2 separate regions of the Sus scrofa genome follow, and region 1 is linked to region 2. Evidence: chromatin contacts called from public Hi-C data. All regions are on one chromosome and are shown on one strand. Each heading gives the region's core, a stretch centred on a gene start, on an enhancer-like site or on the middle of the called end of the contact. The rest is flanking DNA. Distances are from core to core; before and after follow the strand shown.

Region 1 (4,500 bases), core at 672-3,171, 140 kb before region 2:
AGTCATATGGAAGTTCCCAGGCTAGGGGTCGAATCAGAGCTACATCTGTGACCTTACACCACAGCCACAGCAACAGTGGATTCTTAATCACTGAGCGAGGCCAGGGATCAAACCTGCTTTCCTCATGGATACTAGTCAGGTTCTTCACCCCTGAACCACAGCGGGAACTCCGGATTCTGTAGTTTTACGAAGGAGCACCTTCATCTGAAATCCTCGTACCACTCTTTCCCCTTAAAAAAAAGCAACAACTCCCTTTTGTTTTTAAAAGATCATATAGGCAAGTAAAGAGCCTTGAAAAATACTAGACTCTCCCAGAGTTTTATCCCCCCACAGCTCCCTTCATATTCACGTTCAACCAGCCGTTCATCGCCTGTGGTTTCACACAGAATATCATATCAAGGGATTTTTTTCTCTGTGGTTCCATGGCTGTCATAAGAATGCCTTTAAAGAAGGCATGGTATTTGTTTATTGTCATTTATCAAGCCGTTCCTTGACTCGATCCCTTTCTATGTAATGTATCTCACGAGGTCCCCAGCTACAGTGAGCCCCATCCACTCCCGAGGAATATTTCTCGCGTTCCCACCACCTCTGCCTTGGCTGGGGCTGCCCCCTCTGAATGCCCGTCCCCTCTTCTGCCTGCTGCAGTTGAGACCAGCTCAGGCACCAGCCCTTCCACGGAGCCTCCCAGATGCCCTGTGATGGTTGATTTTATGTGTCAGCCTGTCCAGGTCCAGCCCCCGCTTTTTCAGTCTAATACTGATCTGGGCGTTGCTGTAAAGGCACGTGGTTGATGCCACTGACGTCCCTAATCAGGGACTTTAAGACTTTACGTAAGGGAAATTATCTGCCGTTATCCGGGTGCACCTTAAGAGCTGAACTGGGGTTTCCCAGCAGCAGCAGCAGAAATTCCACTTGGGAAGAACAGCTTCAATCCACGCCCGTGTTCTGGCTTGCCTCTCCTGGCCTTATATGGCTTCTGGACTTGCCCAGCCAGCCCTAGCCAATCCCTTGCAATAAATCTGTTAACACGGATTTCCTACGGGCTCCTTTCCTCTGTTTTTTTTTTTTTTTTTTTTTTTTTTTTTTTTTTTTTGTCTTTTTGCTATTTCTTTGGGCCGCTCCTGCGGCATATGGAGGTTCCCAGGCCAAGGGTCGAATCGGAGCTGTAGCCCCTGGCTACACCAGAGCCACAGCAATGTGGGATCTGAGCCATGTCTGCGACCTACACCACAGCTCATGGCAACGCCAGATCCTTAACCCACTGAGCAAGCCAGGGATCGAACCTGCAACTTCATGGTTCTTAGTCAGATTCGTTAACCACTGCGCCACAACAGCAACTCCTCCTTTCCTCTGTTGAATGCACTCGAGCAGTGGGGGTCCCTCCCTCCTTTCCCCCTCCCCCTTCTCTGTAATATATATTTAGAGCAGGTCTCTTAGAGATGCTTGCATGGCTTCTTGCTTTCTCTGTGGCGTGCCTGACATCTATTAGGTGCTCAATAAACGATTGTTGACTGACTGGTAGACAGCAAGGTGATCCTTACTTCTCTTTTTGTCCCCAGCAGACACATCTGCAGGGTAGAGGCAAAGGAAAACAGAAGAGCTTACTGGGCGTCCTGGCTGCCACGTCCTCAAGACCGCACTGTGTGGTTGACATATCATCATTCCCATATACCAGACAAGAGGGCAGAGGCTTGACAAGGTAGCCTGAGATGGTTCAAGCTCACACAGCTAGCTAGAGGCAGGGCCAGGATTCAAACCCAGGTCTGCCTGAGTCCAAACCCCAAGGCACTTCTCTTGCATCAGAGGGCTTCCCCTCCCTCAGAATTCTGCTACGAGGCATCCCTGTGGACTAGGGGAGGGATTCAGTGGGCTTGCAGGTCTGGCTGTCTCTGGCCAGGAGGGGGCGCAGTGACTTCATCCTTCAAGGGAAGAAGTTCTGTGCAGGCGGCTGCAAGCTGGCAGTTTAGACCAGGGCTCAGCTGGCCCTATGGGGTGGCTGGGGCATCAGCACGGGGCTGGAATTGGCAGCCCGAGGGCCTTGGTCACTGAAGCCTTTTGAGGATGCAGGTTTGGGGGACAGGAAACCTCAGTGTCTCAATCTTGCCAGTAGCTTGTGGTTTGTTTAGTGGAGCTTAGAGGGGCAAGCCACTGTGTGTGTGTGTGTGTGTGGTGCGCAGCGCGTTGTGTGTAAGAGCATGGGTTGGGTGGTGTGTGTGTGTGTGTGTGTGAGCATGGGTGGGTGGGGTGTGGTGTGTGTGTGTAAGAGCATGGGTTGGGTGCCCGGAGATGTCGCCAAGGAGTTGGAAAGACAGGGGACCTGGGGCTTCATGACTGAGGTCCAACCAGGTCAGAATTCCAGCTCTAACACTTACCAGCTGTATGACCCTGGACAGGCTGGCGACCCCCTCAGGACCTCAGTTTCTTCATCTGTCAAATGGGGAACTAATAGCACCCACTTTGTAGCTAGGGGTCAAATCAGAGCTACACCTGCTGGCCTACACCACAGCCACAGAAACCCCAAATCTGAGCCGTGTCTGTGACCTACACCACAGTCACGGAAACCCTGGATCCTTAACCCACTGAGCAAGGCCAGGGATTGAACCCACATCCTCGTGGATACTAGTTGGGTTCGTTACGGTTGAACCTCCCTTGACACACTTTCGATGTTCTAGACACGGCAGGGTTTCCTTCCTTTCTGCTCTATATCGGGTTTCTGCAAACAGTTTGATTGGACTTCTGCTTAAGAAAACATTCCATACACACCACTGTTACATAGAGTAGATAACCAACAAGGACCTGCTGTATAATAGTCAACATTTTGTAATAACCTATAAGGGAAAAGAATCGGAAAAAGAATGCACACATTTGTACACGTGTAACTGAATTACTGTGCCATACACCTGAAACTAACACGGCATTGTATGTACAAAAACAAGAAAATGTTCAACTGACCCCCAGCTCCTCATGACAGAGGGGGAAACTGAAACCAGGAGAGGGGAGAAAATGCCTAAAGCCATATAACGAGTAAATGCTGGCCTGCAGAGCCGTGGCCTGGCCTGTCTCCTGCTGTAGTCCTTTTAGGGGTCTGTCCAGGCAGAAGTGACCAGAGGCCTGGACACACTCACAGGCTGAGGGGATGTCTTTTGTTTTATTTTTGAATATTAATGTTTTAATTTTATGTTTAAATTTTTTTTGGGGTTCTTTTTTTTTTTTAAGGCCTCACCTGTGCATATGGAGGTTCCCAGGCAGGGGCTGAATCAGAGCTGCAGCTGCCAGCCTACACCACAGCCACAGCAATGCCGGATCCTTCACCTGCTGAGCGGGGCCAGGGATGGAACCCACATCCTCATGGATACTAGTCAGGTTCTTAACCTGCTGAGCCACAACGGGAACTCTGAGTATTAACATTTTAAAAACTGAAGTATAGTTGCTATATAATGCTGTGTTAATTTCTCCTATACAGCGAAATGAATCATATATATGCATATATATATATATATATATACACACACACACTCTTTTAAAAATATTCTTTTTCATTATTTATCATGAGACATTGAATATAGTTCTCTGGGCTATACAATAGGACTTACGGATTATCCATCTTAAATATGCAACAGTTGGCATCTGCTAACCCCAATCTCCCACCCCATCCCTCCCTCAACCCCCTCCCCCTTGGCACCCACAAGTATGTTCTCTGGCCCAGGGGTCGTCTTAATTGAAACATGGATTTCGTCCTTCTAGCCCACTTGGAAACAGTTATATTTATATAACTCATTGATACCCCAATTAGTTCTAGATGCTCACAGAGATAGGCAGATACAGATCTAGAGGTAAGTTAGTCTGTTCGGTGCCTGCTCCCTACTAATCAGCCTCAGTGTAGAAAGGGCAGCAAATAGAAATCCATGTCGGATAAAATATGCCATGTCCTCTCTCAAAGTAAAGTTACAAAAAGGTGGACACGGACACCCAGAGATGGTGGGCCTTCTCCCAGGACACACAGCCCTTTGGTGGCAGAGCTCAACCTTGAACCCAAGTCCTGGAATCTGATAGATACCTAGGCCTGTTTGTTTTTTTTAATCATCCCCCAGCTACCCCCATTCCACGTAGAAGGCAGGGCTGCGTGCTAATATCTGACTGTGAACATGTTCAATACCCAAACCTTGGAGTTCCCGTCGTGGCGCAGTGGTTGACGAATCCGACTGGGAACCATGAGATTGAAACGAATCCGACTAGGAACCACGAGATTGCGGGTTCGATCCCTGGCCTCGCTCAGTGGGTTAAGGATCTGGCATTGCCGTGAGCTGTGGTGTAGGTCACAGACACGGCTCAGATCCCGCGTTGCTGTGGCCGTGGTGTAGGCTGGTGGCTACAGCTCCGATTCGACCCCTAGCCTGGGAACCTCCATATGCCGTGGGTGCGGCCCTCAAAGACAAAAGAAAAAAAAACCCCAAACCTTATACTCCCAGCCCACGCAAAGGTGTGGCGGGACACACACCT
Region 2 (4,965 bases), core at 1,536-4,035:
GGATAGACGTAACCATGTGATCCATGTCCTTGAGTTTTTCTGCAGGAACTAAGGCCCCCACCAACCCAGGTGGAAGATGCTGAGACTTCACCCTGGCTGGAACAAGAAGGCTGATGTGGAAAGTAACATAATGCCTTTTTGATCAAAGGAAATCTTGGTGACTCCATTTTGCTCTGGTTTCGGCGGAAACACCTTCCTCTGAGCCCCCACCCCCGTCCCTCTTCTCCCAGTAACAATTTGTTTCAAATTAGCCAACGGAGAAGAGTGTGCGCCCTGCCCTGACCAACCAGAAGGGGACAGGTCCAGCACCCCAATCCCTCCCTCCCCCAACCCCCACCTCTACCTTGGCTACCACAAGTCTGTTCTCTCTGAGTAGTCTATTTCTTTTTTTGTTTGTTTGTTTGTTTGTTTGTTTGCCATTTCTTGGGCTGCTCCAGCGGCATATGGAGGTTCCCAGGCTAGGGGTTGAATCGGAGCTGCAGCCACCGGCCTACGCCAGAGCCACAGCAACGCGGGATCCAAGCCATGTCTGCAACCTACACCACAGCTCACGGCAACGCCGGATGGTTAACCCACTGAGCAGGGGCTGGGATCGAACCTGCAACCGCATGGTTCTTAGTCGGATTCGTTAACAACTGCGCCACGATGGGAACTCCGTATTTCTTTTTAATAGATACTTTCATTTGTGTTATATTTTAGATTCAGCATATAAATAGTATCACATGGTATTTGTCTTTCTCTTTCTTACTTCACTGAGTATGATCAACCCTAGGTCCATCCATGTTGCTGCTAATGGCATTATTTCATTCTTTTTATGGCTGAGTAATATTTCCATCATGTAGATATACCACATCATGTTTATCCATTCATCTGTAGATGGATATTTAGGTTGTTTCCATGTCTTGGCTATTGTAAATAGTGCTGCCAAGAACACTGGGGTGCATGCATCTTTTTGAATTATATTTTTGTCCAGATATATGCCCCGGAGCAGGATTGCTGAATCATATAGTAACTCTATTTTTACTTTTTTGAGGACCCTCCAAACTCTTCTCCCTAGTAGCTGCACTGGCATTTCTACCAACAGTGTAGGAGGGTTCAGTGTCGAAATCTTTAAGTTGGTCATTCTCTTCATCTTGCTTTTTTTTGATATTGATATTCTAGTTTTAGGAAGATCATTTGCTTGATGGTTAGCGTCTATGAACTTGCATTTTAAGCTGTTGCGAGGATGCAACACACCAGGGAGATTATTATGATTATTAAAAGCAAGATCATTTCCAATGTCCAGAGTGTATTTCAAAACCATGGTCCCTAAGACTTAAACCATTCAGAATCCCATAAGTCAAAAAAAGACCCTGATGAAGGAATCACTTTTTAAAGCCAAGAGTCTTGCTCAATGCTCTTATGTCACTGAGTTTCAACCTCCTCAGAAGAATTAATCCAAGTGCAACAAGTCGTGTTGGTCACACCACAGACACCTCCTTGCTCAACTGAAAGGTCATCAAGCTATCCTAGTATCAAGAACAACTTTGGGAGTTCCCGTCGTGGTGCAGTGGTAACGAATCCGACTAGGAACCATGAGGTTGCGGGTTCGCTTCCTGCCCCTGCTCAGTGAGTTAATGATGCAGTGTTGCCGTGATCTGCAGTGTAGGTTGCAGACGCGGCTCGGATCCTGCGTTGCTGTGGCTCTGGCGTAGGCCTGTGGCTACAGCTCCGATTCGACCGCTAGCCTGGGAACCTCCATATGCCGAGGGAGAAGCCCAAGAAATGGCAAAAAGACAAAAAAAAAAAAAAAAAAAAAGAAGAACAACTTTGGCCAAGAGTATTTTTAAGGGGCAGCCCTTGTCTTAGCAATGGATTCGCCAATATTTTCAGGAGTCAAGGAGAGATTTCTGATACTATTCTCATTATGTTTACTAACCAAGGAAGGATGGATCTGATAAAGGGAACTAATTTGGGGTTTTTTTTGGTCTTCTTTTTTTTTGTCTTTTTAGGGTTGCACCCATGGCACATGGAGGTTCCCAGACTAGGGGTCTAATCAGAGCAACAGCTGCCAGTCTACACCACAGCCCCAGCAACGCCAGATCTGAGCCATGTCTGCGACCTATACCACAGCTCACAGCAACGCTGAGCTGAGTGAGGCCAGGGATCAAACACACAACCTCATGGTTCCTAGTCGGATGTGTTTCCGCTGCTTCATGATGGGAACTCCAGGAACTAATTTCGAATCATGAATGCCTTCTGGTAATTTCCACATGACTCTATGGCTCAGGACTGTAAATACAACAGCCACAGAGGCCAGTAAATGTTTAAGGGTCTGTAGATCACACGGGTAGTTTTACTCTGGTTGTTCTGGCCTTGTGTCCTTTTCTCTGCATGCAGCCTGGATGCTAAGTTCCTCAAGTTCTCCAGAGACAGGGAAACAGATCAGGGTTTTTTGTTGTCATCGTTGTTGTTGTTTTTAAGGATCTTGAGGAGACTGGAGTTTTTGGTGACAAATCCAGCAATCTTCAGGCCAAAGCCAGAGTAAAGGAAAGAAAAGAAGGAGGAATGGTTTTATGTTTAGGTTAAGTATGAAGTCTTGCTCCAGTGTCTTGGGTAGCAGCTGTCAATTTGATGTCAGCTGCTTCCCTTCCTAGATAATTTGATGGGGAGGTCTCCAGCATTTGGACAGGACCAAATGTCAGCTAGAGCCTTTTTTGGCTGTGAGATGTGTACCTGACTTTCAAGACCCTGGAGTCTGGCTGTCATCTGCTAGTGCGGAGAACCTAGTATTGTCCCTTCCAAGGAGACTCAAGGGCAGTCTTTGTTCCTAGTGACTAAAAATGTTAGTTTATGGAGTTCCCGCATGGCACAGCAGAAACGAGTCTGACTAGGAAGGATGAGGTTGCGGGTTCAATCCCTGGCCTCGCTCAGTGGGTTAAGGATCCGGCGTTGCCGTGAGCTGTGGTGTAGGTCGCAGATGCAGCTTGGATCCAGTGTTGCTGTGGCTGAGGTGTAGGCTGGCAGCTACAGCTCCATTTCAACCCCTGGCCTGGGAACCTCCACATGCCATGGGTTCGGCTCTAAAAAGATAAAAAGCCAAAAAATAAAAAATAAAAAAAAATAATAAAAATGTTAGTTTAGAAATTCATAGCCAGATATTTGAGAAAACTGGAATTCAGGATCCAGCCCAGTTTATAGGTATATATCAAAAATCAGTTTTATGAGCTTGTCAGTAAGCTGTACTTGTCAAAGTTATTTTCCATGAATTCTCCTTGAAAATAAAGCACTTTGGGGGGAATGCTTTTGTAAAAGGGCCAGAGTAAAATAATGACTCTCCGTAAATCACAACATGCTTTAAAATGTCCATTATTAAATATCTAAATGGAATTTAGAAGGAAATCTGGTTACTACATTAAAATAAAACACTTTATGATAATAAGTGGAAGTGATTAAGGGTCTGTAGATCACATGGGCAGTTTGTGATAACTGATAACTTTATACCAGGACATATCAGATTTCCAGGAATTCCGCACAATTTCCGGAACACTTAGAACATATCCCTAACATAAAAGAAGGCTAAGTATTAATTCTTAGTTGACAATGCTCCTCATGTAAGTCTAATTAGTTTAACATTCTCCCCCCCCCCTTTTTTTTTTTTTTTTTTGGTCTTTTTGCCTTTTCTAGGGCTGCTCCTTTGGCATATGGAGGTTCCCAGGCTAGGGGTCCAATCGGAGCTGTAGCCACCGGCCTACACCACAGCCACAGCAACGCAGGCTCCAAGCCGCATCTGCAACCTATACCAAGCTCACGGCAACACCAGATCCTTAACCCACTGAGCGAGGCCAGGGACCGAACCTGCAACCTCATGGTTCCTAGTCGGATTCGTTACCCACTGAGCCACGACGGGAACTCCCACATTTCCCTTTTTATAAGGAGAGAGAACATTTTGTTTTCTTTTTAGGGCCACAAGTGTGGCATATGGAAATTCCCACGCTAGGGGTCAAATCAGAACTGCAGCTGCCAACCTATGCTACGGACAGAGCTGTGACCAGATCCAAGCCACAACTGCAACCTATGTCACAGCTTGAGGCAACGCCGGATGCTTAAGGCACTGAAAGAGGCCAGGGATCAAACCCACATCTTCAGGGGCACTGCGTCAGTTTCTTAACCCACTGAGCCACAATGGAAACTCCAAGAGAGAGAACAATTTTTTTCAGAAATGTTTCAGGGACCCTCTGGAAATTTTTAAAGCTAGACTTCATTTATTTTCAGAAGTTTGTCAAAAATATAAAAGAAGTTTCAAAACGGTTGGTCAAATAAGATCATGGGTCACTGTGAAAAAGTTGCTTAGTTATCCATTTAATCAAAGTGACAACCGAAGATATTAACGGCAAATAGTTGTCAAAAAGACAGTTTTTTTAATAGAAAAGAATTAGTGTTCTGAATATAGGAAACTGTTTTGATAAACACAAAATCCTTGTTTTTCAGGCAAATTATTTAAGGTGAAGAAAAAGAAGTCTTTTATGATCTCTTATCAAGAGCAGACCAGGGAGTTCCCATCGTGCCTCAGTGGAAATGAATCTGACTAGTAACCATGAGGACAAAGGTTCGATCCCTGGCCTCCCTCAGTGGGTTAAGGATCTGGCATTGCTATGAACTGTGATGTAGGCCAGCAGCTCTGAATGGACCCCTGGCCTGGGAGCCTCCCTATGCTGCAGGTGCGGCTTTGTTCATTCAGCAAATAGAAAAGCAAATTCTAATTTTGCACCAGCTTACTTTTGGTATTTGTGAACTAAGAATGCTGCCTGCCGTATCAATAAACAAAGGATGCTGCAGCCCTCAGCCACTCTGGCTGAGAGTGAGCCCTGAGGGAACTCAGGATGGGAAACACGGGTTTCTGGGCCTAGATGGCCAAGGTGCATAGCAAAGGAATGATTTCAGTGAGCCCAGACTCTTGCATCTTCTTATATACAGAAAAGTGCT

What was found. A called contact is a pair of places that touch in the nucleus more often than the background predicts.
Region 1: a Hi-C map of retroperitoneal adipose tissue shows a contact between it and region 2, with 1.8 times the contacts expected there. The contact joins two enhancer-like sites. A contact is called at or near these places in 10 of 47 Hi-C or Micro-C datasets (alveolar macrophages, embryonic fibroblasts, epiblast stem cells and 6 more) and 1 of 2 datasets of contacts at active chromatin or transcription factors (skeletal muscle).

Annotation. Positions count from the first base shown.
Region 1 is chr7:117,454,907-117,459,406 of Sscrofa11.1, reverse strand. The region is part of intron 1 of BDKRB2 (B2 bradykinin receptor); the gene reads right to left. Among named protein-coding and RNA genes, the nearest start is that of BDKRB2, 19 kb to the right of the region's middle. Within about 2 kb of position 1,921, at least 8 of the 83 cell types and tissues checked have an H3K27ac peak or open chromatin away from gene starts, as enhancers often do. A contact at or near this core is called in retroperitoneal adipose tissue, where this site is marked.
Region 2 is chr7:117,317,796-117,322,760 of Sscrofa11.1, reverse strand. No RefSeq gene overlaps it. Among named protein-coding and RNA genes, the nearest start is that of C7H14orf132, 78 kb to the right of the region's middle. Within about 2 kb of position 2,785, at least 1 of the 83 cell types and tissues checked has an H3K27ac peak or open chromatin away from gene starts, as enhancers often do. A contact at or near this core is called in retroperitoneal adipose tissue, where this site is marked.